Linked DNA regions of Mus musculus: regions 2, 3 and 4 are each linked to region 1. The links are chromatin contacts, called in public Hi-C, HiChIP or PLAC-seq and promoter capture Hi-C maps. All regions are on one chromosome and are shown on one strand. Each heading gives the region's core, a stretch centred on a gene start, on an enhancer-like site or on the middle of the called end of the contact. The rest is flanking DNA. Distances are from core to core; before and after follow the strand shown.

Region 1 (3,653 bases), core at 452-2,951:
CCAAGAATACCTGGGGTGAGGCAGCACCCAAGCAATGCCTACTTTCTGGGACCTTGGGCCTGGGCTCCCCAGCTTCCAGGCCCCCAACAATACTGAGAACAGAGATGGTTTGTCCATATTGCTGGAAGGAGAGAGAACAAGATGTCAGAGATGGAAAGTGTCTAGTACAATGGTGTCCAGATCCCTGAATAGAGGCCTGGACAGCCCAGAGACTGAGGCAGAAAGCCTGGGCCTGGGAGAGTCAAAAGCAAGCCTGAGTCCACATACCTCTTAAAGCAGTGCGCGGCTGTGACCACCCAGCGGTTGGTGAGCAGGGAGCCTGCACAGTGGTGGGAGCCATTCTTGAGGATGCTAACAATCCAGGGCCACTGGGCATCCATGCTGTCCTCACCTCCCACAATCCGGTTCAGCTGCTGAGGCTTCCCACAGTCTGGGGACACTGGCACAAGGGATGGCATCTTCTGTCATCTCAGTAGACACAATTGTCTTCTGACTTGCCTGTCAACCCCCCTGCAAGGCCTCAAACCTGTGCCCAGCACAGCATGTGTCCAGCACAGCCTGCTGCTGCAGGGAGAGTGCCTGCCTGCCCTGTCCCTGTCCCCTTTAGTTATCAGGGACTGGCCCTTGCCTTCTTCTCTCCTTTATCTGGCCTTCCCTCCCACTCCCCTTAACCTTTATTTTTTTGGTTCTGTTGGTCCCTCACCCTTCTGTCCTCCCTTCTCTAGATTCATCACCTTCCTAAGCCCCACCCACCCACACAACTCCTCTTGCCTGTATCCATCCCATCCTCTTCAATCTCATGCTCCCCTGTGACTGGGGTCCCCACACTGACCTACCCTATAGAGTCAGATACAAAGACTGTCCACACCACTGCCCCACCCCCACCCAGCCAGGCAACCTGATCACACTCACCTCGGATGGTGGCAGCACTGATGGGAGCTGAGAGCAAGAGAATAAAGAAAGTGGTGAGGAGCCCTGTGCCCCATGCCTGGGGACTCCCCCACCTTCCCAAACAGACTCAGCCTGGGCCCTCCAGCACTGTTCGCTGCTCCACCACCTGTCACACACACACACACACACACACACACACAGACACACACACACACACACACACACACACTGTCACCCAGGTTTTCTCCCCCAGCTCCCATGAAAGCCCAGGCAGCTGCCTTCCTATTCCAGAACAGAAGGAGACCCAAGATGGAAATAGAGGAGGAAGAGGAAACAGGAGATGGAGGGCACAGGGAAGCGGTGAGAGGCGCTCCTGAGCAGGCACTGAGACCAGAGCACTCACATGCATTCAATCCTCATAGCTGCTAGGGAAACTGAGGCAGACCACATGCCAGAGGAAGGAGAACGGAGACAGGCATGGGGAGCCGATGATGAAAGGCAACAGAGGAAAGAAGAGAGACGGAACTCAAGGGAAGGAGCTGAGCTGAGCTGGCGAAGAGGAGGTGACTGTGGGAAGGAGGAGGAGGGAAGAGAGGATGTGGGGAGGAGGAGCAGCAGGCCCTTGGGGCTCACCTGTGGAAGTCAGCAGCACCAGAAGGATTAAGATGCTGAACTGGTCCCCACCCAGTGCTGGGGGAGGTCTGGAGATCATCATTGCTGGTATGGGTGGAGACCCAGCAAGGCTGCTGGCCGGCTCAAAGGACCTAAGGGCTGTGTTGCTTGAGACTGGCAGGACGGGTGGCTGTAGTGTGTAGGGTTCCCTACAGGTTGCCCCAGGTTTTATCCTGTGAGGAAGAATGCTGTTGGACCAGTCCCCCAGGTGCCTGAGACTGGGCCACCCAGACTGTGGGTCAAGGAGGAGGTGGGGTTGCCAGAAGGAAGCAACCAGTTACTGGGTTCTAGGGATGCTACCAGGAGACTGGATGGGGGTCTCCAGATCAGTTGTATGCCCGGGGTCACCCTGCATGGGGGGTTGGGGGGTGAGGGGGGAAAGTAGAGACTTGCTGACTGCCTAGGGCATGGTTTTAACACTGACTCCCAGGTAAACAGAGAAAGAGCCCTGTAGTTTGCAGACTGTTTGGGGTAGGAAGTGACTCAGTCTGAAATGGCTGGGGTTGCCAGGGGGACCTTGTTCCTTAACGGCCCATGTCCAGGGCCCTGGTTGCTTCCATGACTCAAGACAGACACTTGGGGCCCTGGAATCCCGTTAGCCCACTTCCCCGAAAGCTGTGACTCAGGCCCCAAAGGGACGGGCATAATGGCCTCTTGGCCATTTGGCCAAGCTGTCCCTGGCACTTCCTCTCAGTTGTCACTGTAGGTGACCCTCCGGTGACTCATTTCTCACCTGAACTCCAGGGAGCAGGCCAAGCCCAAAGCAAGAGCCACAGCCTATGCGCCCCACACACACTTGGGAAGAACTAACCCTGTGGTCACGTTCACACCATGGGACCTACACACACACACACACAAAGGACCAGGGAGCTGGGCTTTGGGAAGCTTAGGTGCTGTAGGCTGGTGTGGATTGTCCTGACTAAGTGTCCTATACTCATGACACCCTCACGTCAAGCAGGAACCAGCGACATCATCCCAAACAAATGTATTCCTCTCCCCAGGGTTAGATCCTGGGATCAGACCTGGCTGTGGAGGAAATGGGTTCAGTGAAAATAGTACTGCAGTCTGAGGCTCTGCACCCCACTTTGTGCCGTCCCCAAGCTCCCTCATCACCCAAGAAACCTGGGCTGGTTCGGGGATATCGTAGCCTGGCTGCTCACTGGATTGACGTGGGAACTTAGTGGCCCCCCCCAGCAGGATCGGAGGTGCCTGACTCTCCTTGGGATAGCCCACAAAACTTACTCTGAAGAAAAGACCATGAATAAGTGTGGGAACAGCTACAGTAACACTGAACCCAGGGAAAGAAAGAGAGGTTGATCTCTTCCCACCTCTGGGCCAGCTGCAGCTCTCTTGGGAGTTCCCTGACCTGGGCCTCCAAGTTGCCCAGAGCTGGCCCTGCAGGTCCCTGTGTTGCCCACCTCAACTGTTTGAGATTAAGGTGGTATTAGGCCCAGTTAGCACATGTATCCCTCTCTCTGGCAAGGTGACACTCACATAACCTTGCCTGGGTACTGTGAACTGCAAATAGACTAAGGTGTGTTCTATGGGGAAGGAGGCAGGCAGGCCAGGGTTAACCTGCAGGCAAGATGAGACAGAGAACCCCTGCCCCACCCCACCCCAAACATGCAAAATGTGTGGCCTCAGGAACCCCAGTGGTGCATTCTTCACCTCCTATGATTGTGGGTGTCACTACAGGAACAGCCAAGATGAGGACAGCTTCCTAGACACCCCAGAGGCTATAGAGCAAATGTGGGGGGAGCACTCACTCATCTAATCACATGCCCCCTCAGGGCCACTTCTGCACCCTCAGCTGCTCCCACACCATTTTAACCTACTCCCTGTGACACGGAGGGCCTTGGTCACCCCAACTCATTCCACAAACATTTCTTGGGCCCCTGCTATTTGGCAAGCCCTGAGCTAGGGTCACCCAGTGAGGAATGAGGCTCGGGTCCTTCACACCACATAGGAAGCTCACGTCTCCCAGGGGCGGCAGCTGAGTGATAACATTGACATACTTCAGAGGTGGGCAGAAGCATGGGCCTACAAGTGTGCTGTGACTGCTGGAGGGGAGGGGCATCTCCCCAGCCACC
Region 2 (3,653 bases), core at 849-3,348, 230 kb before region 1:
TAGCATGACAAAATCTTGGCCTCAAACCATTTTTTTTTAATTAAAAATTTTTTTAAAGTAAGAAATGTTCTACATGATTTCAGTGGCTTCTCTCCCACCAGCCTCTTCCACGAGTCCTGAGACAGACAGAGCAGAGCACTCTACCTGGTTAATAAACCCTGTGGTTACAACACAGACTAGACACAGTACTCCTCAGCTTCCTTCCATCACACCCTGGGAGTCTGTGTGCAAGCATCACTCTGGGGACAGGAGAAGGTGGGAACAATCTCCAGACTTCTTTTTTTGTTGTTGGGGTTTGTTTGTTTGTTTGTTTGTTTTTTGGTTTTTCTGAGACAGGGTTTCTCTGTATAGCCCTGGCTGTCCTGGAACTCACTTTGCAGACCAGGCTGGCCTGGAACTCAGAAATCCGCCTGTCTCTGCCTCCCAAGTGCTGGGATTAAAGGCGTGAGCCACCACCGCCCGGCATCTCCAGACTTCTAATGTGGAGTTTCACAAGCTCTGCACTGGTGCCATTCTAGACCTGATCTCATTTCCCTGGGATGGGCAGGGTACGATGTTTATTGGCACCTTTGGGCTTTATGTACTAAATAAAACCCACTACCACCTCTTTTCTCAAGTCACCGGGGAACCAATACTCCTGGTGGAGAGGAGGGATGGGACAGTGAACTGAGGATACTGTTCCAAAGCGATTCAGCAATGCAGACGCTGCAGCAGGACATGGTGATACATACCTTTAATTCCAGCACTCAGGAGGCAGGGGGTGGAGGAGCTCTGTGAATTTGAGGCCCACCTGAAGCCCACAGATGAGGGCTACATAGAAAAACCCTGTCTTGAAACAAACAAACAAAAAGGAATAAGGCAGAGAGTGATAAACAGCCTTGTGTATGCATGCACAGAGACACACAAACACACACTCAGAATGATAAGGAAAACCCACATGAGATGTGGGAAGCCAACTGATAGATTTCCGCAATCCTCCTAGATGAGAATCTTGGCTAGACGGATTCCTTTACCTAACAATTCAGCTTCACATCCCTCCCCCAGCAAAGCCATCTTCATCTGCATAAGTGAGCATGTATTATCAGCTCTCCTCTACTTCATATGCTGTTTTGTTCCCACAAGTCAGACTAGTGGCACTTGGGAGAACAATGAGATAAACATACCAGAAATCTAAACCAAGCCCCAGCAATGGTAAGGACCCTGGAAAGCAAAGAAGTTAAAAACAAAACATCATAACAAAAAGATCTTTCTTGGGGATGGTTATCTGATTGTAGAGTAAGGAGTAAAGGGGGGTTTAAAACTGTCAGATAAGCTAGGTCTTGAATCAATGGGTTAGCAAGTCAGTCATTTGGAATGGAATGGAACGGAACAGAAAGGAATGAATTAGAACACAGCCTAAATAGATCTGCGTCATGTGAGATTGGTAAGCGACTCTCTTTAAACTTGCGATTCACGAAATCTATCTTCAGGCACAGAATATACACATAAAACATCTTTCTCAGTCTAGAATGCGTCACAAAGTTTGAAAGCCACAATGGGCAACCTATAGTCTGAACGAGGAGGGGTAACAACCGGCAAAAAGTGCAAGGTCATTGGGACCTGCGGCCGCCAAGGATGGGCCGCGACGGAGGACAGAGCTGGATGGACATGCAATGGGTGGACACGGTTCAAGGAAGATGGGCGAATGTGTGGTCCCGGATTTAGAGGTGTTAAGATCGGTACAGGAGTCGAGTGGGTTGATGGAGAGATCAGGTAGAAAGGAGGCGCATCGTGGATGTCCGACAAAGAAGCACCCCATGCCCGAGCTACAGAGCTGGGGCCCCTCCCCAGCACCGGGCGCGACCCCAGGATAGCCGGACCAGGCATCGCTCCGCTGGTCCGACCCTCCCGCCCGCAGGGGCCCGTCCTCACCGACGGCAGCGGGCCCTGCCTCTCCGGCGGCTGAGCCACCCGATCCTTCGTGTGAGTGTCCGCCAACGCAGGCGCCGGCCTAGCAGCCGGGGCTGCTCTAGGAACCACGACCCCGCCGCCCGCTCCCGCCGCCAACTGCCCCCTGGGGAGCGAGCCCGTGCCCGCGCGCGCGCCCCCGCGAGACGCCTGCTTGGGAAGCCTAGAAACTACTAGCGAGCATGCGCAGCAGAGGCGCGGAGCCATTCCTGAGGCGGATACCACTTCTCCGGGTCTTCTCTGCGCAGTGTCAACTTGACACCCTAGCCAATCAGCATCAGGGGCGGGTCTACTAACAAGGAAGAAGGCGGGACAACCCATGGTCCCGCTACTGCATCCGGGAGGGCGGGGCGACAGGTGAATTTGTAGCAAGGATGCAGGCTGGGAGTCATCACTAAAAGGATGACAGCGCTATTGATAGAGAGAACAGGACTTTTATAGGATTTGACTGCATTCTTACGAAGTTGTAGCTTTGGCTTAAGTGCGTCTTTAGGCCTGTGACCTTCAGAACTTTCTTTTTTACATTTTAAGTATTTTATTTCTTTATTTTTTATTTTTATTTTTATTTTAAGACAGGGTTTCTCTCCGTAGCCCTGGCTGTCTTGGAATGCTCTCTATAGACCAGGCTGGCCTCAAACTCAGAGATCAGCCTGCCTCTGCCACCCTAGCACGGTGAGTACTGGGATCAAAGGCATGCGCCACTGCCACCCAGTTTTCTTCCTTCCTTCCTTTCTTTTTTATTTTTTAAAAAACATAACTCTGACATATTTTAAGTGTATTTTTAAAATGTATTTGGATGTTCTGTCTGCATGTGTATCTGTACACCATGTGCATTTCTGGTGCCTGTGGAGGCCAAAAGAGGGCATAGGATCTCCTGGAGTTGCCCAGAGTTATGAACCACCATGTGGGTGCTGGATATCAAGGCTGGGTCCTTTGGAAGCAGCCCAATGGTCTTCATAACTGAGCCAGTTCCAAAGAACATTCTTTTTTTTTTTTAAGATTTATTTATTTATTATATGTAAGTACACTGTAGCTGTCTTCAGACACTCCAGAAGAGGGCATCAGATTTCGTTACGGATAGTTGTGAGCCACCATGTGGTTGCTGGGATTTGAACTCTGGACCTTCGGAAGAGCAGTCGGCACTCTTAACCACTGAGCCATCTCGCCAGCCCTCCAAAGAACATTCTTATGCAGCACGTTGAAACCCTTAGATACCCCCCTCTCCCAATCCAGGACTATCTGAGATTTGAAATAGTGACAATAACAGATCGCATATTTAAATAAGAATCCAGGAGCTGAATGTGTGTGGCACAAATGAAACAGAAGCAAGAGAATCAGGAATTCAAGTCTTTCATCAGCTACATAGTGAATGTAAGGCAAGCCTGAGCTACATGAGACCCTGGGTTTTAAAAACAACAATATAGGTGAATAAGTAAGTAGAAGAGAAAGATAAGGGTTTTGGTTTTGGTTTTGGTTTCAGAAATCTAAAAGTTAAAAAACTTTTAACTTTTAGAGAGAAAATGGGAAGCCCTGTGTGGCGGGGCAAGCCTGTAAACTCAGAATTGCGGAGACAGAGGCAGGAGAATGAGGCCATCCTGGGCTACACAGCGAGTCCTGGAAGCTGATTCTTCATAGACTGTCTCCAAAAACAAACCGTTTTGAAAAGAAACACTGTTAGGTAGTGGCTCTCAACCTTCCTAAAGCCG
Region 3 (3,653 bases), core at 662-3,161, 210 kb after region 1:
GTATCTGACGGAAAGGCTCAGGGAACAGACAACAGTCAGTAGCTGATGCGACTTTGGCTGAGGTGACTGAGACAGGGCAGGGTCACTCACTAACGCAAGGTGCCACAGGAGAACGGCTCTGCTGGAAACCTGGGGCACAGCGGTTACAGGTGAGGCCAGTAACACCATCCTTACAGGGACACTGGCCTGTGGTCTGGTTACAGGTTTTGCCAGCAGCACCAACTGGGTGGCAGTCACAAGCTGAGGACAGAAATGATAAGCTCAGAACTGTAGCTGGGGTTCTGGGGAAGTAAATCACGAACGTGTATAGGTGGCAGGCTCACCTCTGCAAGCACGACGGTCACTCAGGACACGGCCTGGATCACGATAGAAGCCCTCCCGGCAGTAGTGGCAGTGACGACCAGCTGTATTGTGCCGGCAGTTGAGGCACACGCCCCCACTGCGGCGGCCGGACAGTCGGTAGAGCTCCATGTTGAAGCGGCATCTTCGCGCATGGCCGTTGCAGGAGCAAGCTGCAGGGAAGGGTCAGTCAGGGGCAGCCCTGCCTGGTCAGAAGTCCCCAGGCTACCCTCCAAGGCCTCACCAAGGCAAGCGTGGGCTTCCTGCCCTGTAGCCCGCTGCCATGGCCTGTCGCAGTAGAAGGGCTTGCAGCGGCTGCAATCAGGGCCCTCTGTACCATGCTGGCAGTCGCAGACCAGGTGGCCATGGGTGTCCAACAGACACCGTGAGGCATGCCCATTGCACTTGCATCGACCTCCCACCTGAAGCTCAGTGGCTGAGTAGGAGTAGGGGACTGTCACCCCACCGTCCCTGGTGTCTCCCTGAATGGCAGGCCTTGTGAGTACTATGCGAATATCTGTGGCAGTCACCCAGTCTTGGAGCACGGGGCTGTTGTCCAGATCCAGGCCCTGTGGGCTGCCATCCTGCACACTGAAGGCCAGAAGGCCTCCACCATCAGGCTGAGCCTGGGGGGCTGGAAAGCAGAGGGCTTCTGGCCCTGGACCAGAAGGGCCATCAGCAGGAGCAGGCAGACGGCCATAGTCCAGGGTACAGCTGGAAGAGAAGAAGCCCAAGGGGACCCAGCTGCGGCCATGGTCCTGCGACTTAAGCAGGGCCACGGAGGTTGGAGGAGCTGAGCAGAAGCGCAGGCTCACGAAGACCAGCTCAAAAGCCTTCCCCAGGGGCACTGTGAGGGTTACGTTGAAAGGTGCCTGTTGCAGCAAATCGGAGCGCCAACAGAGAGGACTTGCAGTGCCCGGAGCAGAGGTCAGGAGGTCTGCAGAGTGTGCCCGCTGCGGGTCCGAGGAATCGCAGACGCGATTGGCCGACCTCCCGCACGTGCTGGACGCCAGCACCTCTCGGCCCAGAGCAGCGTTCACAAGGCCAGGAATACAAGAGCGAGGCTCCCTCGCCTCATCATAGCAGGGGTCGGCAGAGGCCGGCAGCCCTGGGCTCAGTGCAGCGGAGAGCGTGCCCGCGGTCAGCAGCAGCCCCCAGAGCCAGGTGGGCATGGCCGTGGCCGCTGTAAGTCAACCAGCCAGCTTCCGCCTAACGAGTCTGCCCTCGAAGAGAGAGCCTAGTCCGCTACTCTGCGTGCCGGGTCTGCAGTGCCAAGATAGCAGAGCACCAGGGCGGCCCCCAGCACAGGCCCAGAAGTGGGAGCAGCCACCGGCACGCCCGGGGCCGAGCACAGGAGCAGGGATGTTGGCGAGTCCTCCTGCTAGGCCTGAAGCGTTGACAGGCGTCGCCCCCGCTCCCGGTGCCTCCGCCCGCGGAGGCCCCACCCGCCGCCGGCCGCCAGCACTCACCCACGGAGGGCCAGGAGGAGCAGGTCTCCCGGCCTCCCGGGAAGGGCCTTGGGCGGGCGGGGCCTGGGGCGCCCGGGCTGCCGGCTTCTCCTGGCTGCAGCGAGAGCAGAGGAGCTGTGCCAGAAGGGGGTGGGGGGCTCAGCAGGAGCAAGCCTGGTCCTAGCCAGGGGCGGAGCTGCTCGGGCCGGGAAGGAAGGAGGGGAGGGGGCCTTGTCCCGACAGCCAGAATCAGAAGCAGATTCAGACACAGGCTGGGCCAGCGCGGGAGGGGGCTGGGAGGCCCACGATCCGGGGGGAGGGGCTGGAGAGCCAGGAATGCGCTTACGGGAGGGGGCAGCTCAGCCTTACAGCCCGTGAGGGACCACCCAGCAGGGTCCTCGGCCTGAAGCCAGGCTTTGACTGCTCCTGGGGTGGTGCCACGTGCTGGGCTGGGGTCTGGGCCACTCCTCCCAGAGGCCCATCATGCAGGCACAACCTTAGAACTGAAGCTTGAAGTCTTGGATGCTCCCCAGAATGGGGGAAGAAGACAGTTGGGGCTGGTGTTCTTGTAAGGTATCCCCAAGGCAGTAGTCTGTTCTAGCAGAAAGAACTCAGGTCTTATTTTAAATCCAAGCTGTTTGGATTTCTGGCTGTGTGGCCTGAGTTCCTCAGTTTCCTCATCCACCAAAATGTCTATTGTTTGCCATGCTTTGTGGAGTTGCTGGGAGCATTTGATGAGCTAACATAGATATCATCCTAAGCGAGGTGCACTAGGGATGCGGCTAAGTGATGAGGTCACGGTTGGACAGTGAGATCCAGCCAATCTCTTAATCTAAATCACTCCTGGGTCTCAGGGTATAGCTGTGTCATAGGATAGCCCCATTGTCCAGAAGGGCTTGAAAGTTTGAGCACAAAGTACAGCCTATTTGATGGTCCCTTGGGGTTCAAGGTCTGTTCACCTGTTACCCCACCCCCACCCTCGTGGAAAGGTAAGGAGTGGGATTTAACGACTGGAGAGGGGCTGGTCACAAATAAACCAGAGTCAGAATCCCTGAACCTGACCGTCTACAGCCTAGTACATCTGGGTAGAAAAACAGGCAGATGCCCCAGATGAGTTGCTGGGGTACAAGTTGGAGGTGGGCTGTGGCTGAGAGGGTCTTGCCAAGAGGAACCACTCACTGCCTTTGGTCCCTGACGGACCAGGCAAGGCTGCCATGGACTCCACGAAGAGCGGGTGGGATACAGTTCCATCTTGGGGGAGCAGTCCTGAGGTCCAATTACCTGGTTTCAGAAAGGAGGCTGACCACAGGCCAGTCCCTGCAGATGGTAAGAGAGGCCATATGAGGGAGAATGCCTGTATACTCAGAGCTAGCATTCTGGACTGAAAGTGTTCCTACAACAAAAAAGGAGAGAAACAGAAGCTCTCAGGAAAGGAATAGTGAAACAAGAACCCTGGACCCTTCCCAGGACACAGGGGCTGCGGCAGAGGCAGGCACCGGGAGAGAAGCAGTGTGGCAGGGTGTTGGACACTTGTTCCTCTAGAACAGCTGACTCAGGGGAAAACCAGGCTGTCCTCTGAACATCAAGCCCATGCTAGAGTCCCCAGACTGTCAGACAACTATGGGAGGTGGGACAGGGGGACAGCCTTTCACGCCAACAGTGAAGTAAGCCTTATCTCTAGCTCAGCTCCCTGTGAACTGTGACTGCTGGGGTCTGCAGAGTATGAGATGGATTCTGATGTGGGTGGAAGTTGGTGCCTGGTGATCTCTGCATTGATCAGGTCCTGAGGGATGGAGCCGGACAGGAGCTCAAATGGCCATTGCCTCACCAGCCCTTCAAGGAGGAGGCATGGGCTTCAGAGCTCTT
Region 4 (3,653 bases), core at 463-2,962, 140 kb after region 1:
GGCCTACTTCTTCTCATTTTCTTACAGAGAAGTCTATTGTGTTTATTCTGTAATTTCTTCTGCTCACTAGGCTCCAGTGCTCTTAACACTGAAAAAGCTGTCTGATGAGAAGAAAATTGTAGATATCAAATGCCTACCACGGAAGTGTCAAGACAAAGTGAGAAAACACACTTTTCCTCTTCCCATAGACACCATCAGATACACACCTTACACATTGCAAAAGCATCTCTGTGTCAAAGTTCACTTCATAAATATCCAAAGTACTGTCACTCTGACTTCCACGATTCATGTTTTTGCGTGCTAGCCCAAGCACCCCGGGGTAAAGACACAAGTGTTGCAACACCCTTTTTTGCCTTTCACCATTTTTCTCAGCTGGATAGGTCCTCCTCCTTTTAGAATTTGGATTAATTACCATCCATCTCACAGTAGAGGGTTATAACTTCAAGTCCATGGATGAGATGCAGAAGGCTCTTGAGCCTCTGGTAGCAACAAAATTCCGTGCAACTGTGTATGCTTCTCAAAAGGAGCCCATACTTTGATTCTTAAAGGGGCTCATGACCCTCCAAAAACCACTACCACAGACACATCCTAGACCATACTGAACCAAGTGAGTTTCTTCAGTCCCCTCGAATAAAGAGACCAACAACCCTCTTCCCATCCCGCCCCACTCCCTGAAAGCTGGAGTGAGGATCGAACCCAAGAGCCCTGAACATGTGAAGCAAGCAGATTACCACTGAACCACAGCCCTAGCCCAAGGAGGTTTGCCTTTTGAACCAAATCTTGCTCGGCGTCTGACATCTTCTCATCAGCCACTTCATATCTCATACAAGGCAGACACGCTGATCTAAGAACTCTAAAACTTACCAGAAAATACAACTATGGATACTTATTTAACAACACAGAGAAAACAAACATTTCACCCAACAAGTGGTTGGTTTTGTCGTCCTCGTCCTTCCGCCCGCCCCCCCCAACCCCTCCTCCCTGTCAAACTTAGGCTGCCCTCGCTGGGGCCTCTAAGCCCGGCCTCCCAGGGCTTCCCACCTCACTGAGCGTAGAACTGCAGGCAAGAGGAGGACCGAAATGCCCCGCTGACCAAGAATCTGGAAAGGAGCCTCCAGCATCAGGTGCTACAAGCAGGAACTCACATCTCCTGCTTCCCAGGAACCTCCTCCAGGTAAAGGATGGAGAATGCTCCTCCTCGGGCAGGACCTCAAGGTAAGCCCAGAGGCTCGGCTCCAGGCTGCACAGAGCCGAAAACAAACTTTCCAGGCACTTCCACCCCGCCCGACCGGGTGACACCTCCCGGCCTCCCCCGCCCTCCGTGCCCTGTCAGCGCCCCCGGCTGCCGCCGACAGCCCGAGCCGGGGCCCGCATTCCCTGCCGCAGCCGAGAGGAACCCTCGGCCGGTGCCAACAGTCTTGCCCGCCACCCAGCCGCAGGTGAGGCGCCGCCCGGCCCGCGACACCGGGCCGCCCCGCCTCGCCCAGCAGAACCCAGGCGACCGCCACGCTCCCGGGTAACGGACCGGTGCGCCCTACAGCAGCCGCGCGCTCACCAGCTGGCTGGTGGTCCTGGCCATGAGCCCCAAGTCGGCGCGGGCGCCTCCCCCGCAGCGTTGCGCTGCTCGGCGCCTCCTCAGCGTCCTCCTCCCCGCGGCGGAGCCCCAGCAATGGCCGCCCTCATCCTGCGCCCGCCCCGCCGCCTGCCGCCCCCAGCGCCACCCCGCCCCCGCGCGACGCTAAGCAGGACTTCCGCGACGTAGCCGCCGCTCCTCTCGCCCATTGGTCAGTATAGCTGTCATTGGCGGCGGGCCGTGAGGGCCCCGCCCCCGACCAAGAGCCGTATTTCCGGGTTGGGGCCCGGCGCGCTTGTCGAGGGAGGCTGAGCGAGCCAATCAGAAGTGACGGGGAGGGGCCGGGGCCGGAGCGCCGAGCTGTCATCCGCGTTCCCTGTCAGGTAAACTGAGGCTCCGTAGCCAGCGGGCCAAGGTCACGCCTGGGGCAGCAGCAAGGCTGAGCTCGAACCTACTGCCAGGACAACTTGAATCTGATTCACAGGTCACGAGTAATCTGGGAGAGAAATTGGGCTATGATTTGAAGCAGAAAACAAGCCGTCCTGTCACTCCTGATGAACCTGTTTTTGCCAATATTTTGATGGACGTCTTTGTGAGCTTGCTTTTTTTTTTTTTTTCCTTTCCCAGCAGGATCTCACTATCGAGAACAGACTGGCCTCCTACTTGCGGCAATCCTGTCTCAGCCTCCCAGCTGCTGAAATGACAGGTATGCCACATCCTCCTTTAGTTGTCATTATGACAACCGCTGTAGATGTTTTTTTAAATTATGGTGAAACGCATACAATTTTTGTAAACTTTTTGCGCTGTGTGTACAGTGTATGTGTGTGTCCACTTTGTGGGTTTGTCAGATGTCTTCCTATACCAGTCGCTACCTGGAACTTGCTGATCCCTCTTGGCTGGCTGGCTGGCCAGTGAGATGCAGTGGTCCCCCTGTCTCTGTTTTCCCAGGGGTGAAGGTACAGACACACCCCCACCATCTCCAGCTTTCTTTTACAGGAGTGCTGAGGACTTGCCTGCATAGCAGGCATCATACTGAGCCATCTCTACAGACCTTCCCCATTTTTTTTTCAGTGTTGGGAATTAACTCAAGACCTCACACATGCTAGATCATCTCAAAATTAAATGTTTCTAAATTACACCCATAGCCCTTGCGCCCTTTGTTTTTTGTGGTGTTTTTGAGACAGTGTCTCAGTATGTAACCCTGGCTAGCCTGGACATCACTATGTAGACTGGGCTTGTCTTGAATTCATGATCTTTCTGCCTTAGATTTCCTAGTGCTTGGGTATAGGTATTCACCACCCTTTCCAGATATTTGTCATTTGTGTAAAATAATTTAAAGTGCTGAAAATTACTGTGAGTATTCAGCCTTAAATGGGGCATCTAGAACCAGGTCATAGTGGCTTATTCCTTTGATCTCAGCACTCAGGAGGCAGAGGCAGGGCTACACAGAGAAACTCTGTCTTGCAAAACAAACAAACACAAGATAAATAAAAGGGAGCATCTATATGAGTCCCCCTCCAAATAAGGCTTAGGGAACCTTGGGAATGTAAGAGGAGCAATGCTGAGAAATGCTGACTCTGACCCTGATGTGGCCTGGCACCGAGGGTCTCACCACTGCTGTGCTCACCTGCATAGGATCAAGCCAGTCAAAGTTCCAGCACCGACAGGAGGGGGCCTCACCAGGCTTGCACCTGTCTCCATGGTTACTGGCAGCTGATGGCCATTAGGGAAAAGCCATTCTTCCTTGAGGTGTAGCCACTAGAAGGTTGACCATGCTCAAGAGGACAACAACACACACATGCACACAGACAGCACTAACCAGACTCAGGAGGTTGCTAAAAGAAACTACCTGCCTCACTCCAAAGAGTTTAAATCCAGATGAAGTGGAGTGAACCTATGGAGTCATATAAAGTGGAAAGGAGAATAACTTGAGTTCAAGGCCAACCTGTGCAATATAGCAAGATTTCTCAAAAGAAATGTAGATAATATGGAGCAGCCAACACTCAGGGAGTAAATTCATAATCCCATGTAGGCAGAATGAACTGCTAAACCAGCAGTAACGGCCACTAACAACTTCATA

The links. Promoter capture Hi-C pulls out the DNA fragments that hold promoters and counts their contacts. A called contact is a pair of places that touch in the nucleus more often than the background predicts. HiChIP or PLAC-seq counts read pairs in DNA pulled down with a chosen protein or histone mark.
Region 2: a promoter capture Hi-C map of embryonic stem cells shows a contact between it and region 1, with 5 times the contacts expected there. The contact joins the promoter of Flywch1 here to the promoter of Prss22 in region 1. A contact is called at or near these places in 17 of 39 promoter capture datasets (the 3T3-L1 cell line, the C10 cell line, the HPC-7 cell line and 10 more), 5 of 115 datasets of contacts at active chromatin or transcription factors (craniofacial prominence, embryonic stem cells, forebrain and 2 more) and 5 of 9 other capture datasets (adipose tissue, embryonic stem cells, liver and 2 more).
Region 3: a FOXA1 HiChIP or PLAC-seq map of pancreatic cancer cells shows a contact between it and region 1. The contact joins the promoter of Ntn3 here to the promoter of Prss22 in region 1. A contact is called at or near these places in 8 of 39 promoter capture datasets (the 3T3-L1 cell line, the HPC-7 cell line, the SN4741 cell line and 3 more) and 1 of 115 datasets of contacts at active chromatin or transcription factors (pancreatic cancer cells).
Region 4: a Hi-C map of embryonic fibroblasts shows a contact between it and region 1, with 2.1 times the contacts expected there. The contact joins the promoter of Pdpk1 here to the promoter of Prss22 in region 1. A contact is called at or near these places in 2 of 39 promoter capture datasets (the HPC-7 cell line and macrophages), 2 of 15 datasets of contacts at CTCF or cohesin (CD8 T cells and the NIH/3T3 cell line), 7 of 484 Hi-C or Micro-C datasets (the AML12 cell line, the C2C12 cell line, the HL-1 cell line and 4 more), 4 of 115 datasets of contacts at active chromatin or transcription factors (embryonic stem cells, intestinal villus epithelium and pancreatic cancer cells) and 1 of 9 other capture datasets (pancreatic islet).

What each region holds. Positions count from the first base shown.
Region 1 is chr17:23,996,399-24,000,051 of GRCm38.p6, forward strand. It overlaps Prss22 (protease, serine 22), which reads right to left and starts at 1,702. Exons shown (of 6, transcript NM_133731.2): 1 at 1,525-1,702; 2 at 913-939; 3 at 268-439; 4 at 1-121. The coding sequence starts at 1,606.
Region 2 is chr17:23,769,504-23,773,156 of GRCm38.p6, forward strand. Flywch1 (FLYWCH-type zinc finger 1) reads right to left here and starts at 2,099. Exons shown (of 8, transcript NM_001357994.1): 1 at 1,912-2,099.
Region 3 is chr17:24,207,476-24,211,128 of GRCm38.p6, forward strand. It overlaps Ntn3 (netrin 3), which reads right to left and starts at 1,912. Exons shown (of 6, transcript NM_010947.3): 1 at 584-1,912; 2 at 324-512; 3 at 91-240. The coding sequence starts at 1,511.
Region 4 is chr17:24,139,882-24,143,534 of GRCm38.p6, forward strand. It overlaps Pdpk1 (3-phosphoinositide dependent protein kinase 1), which reads right to left and starts at 1,713. Exons shown (of 14, transcript NM_011062.4): 1 at 1,556-1,713. The coding sequence starts at 1,579. Gm33409 (a long non-coding RNA gene) reads left to right here and starts at 1,682. Exons shown (of 2, transcript XR_876671.3): 1 at 1,682-2,279; 2 at 2,570-2,717.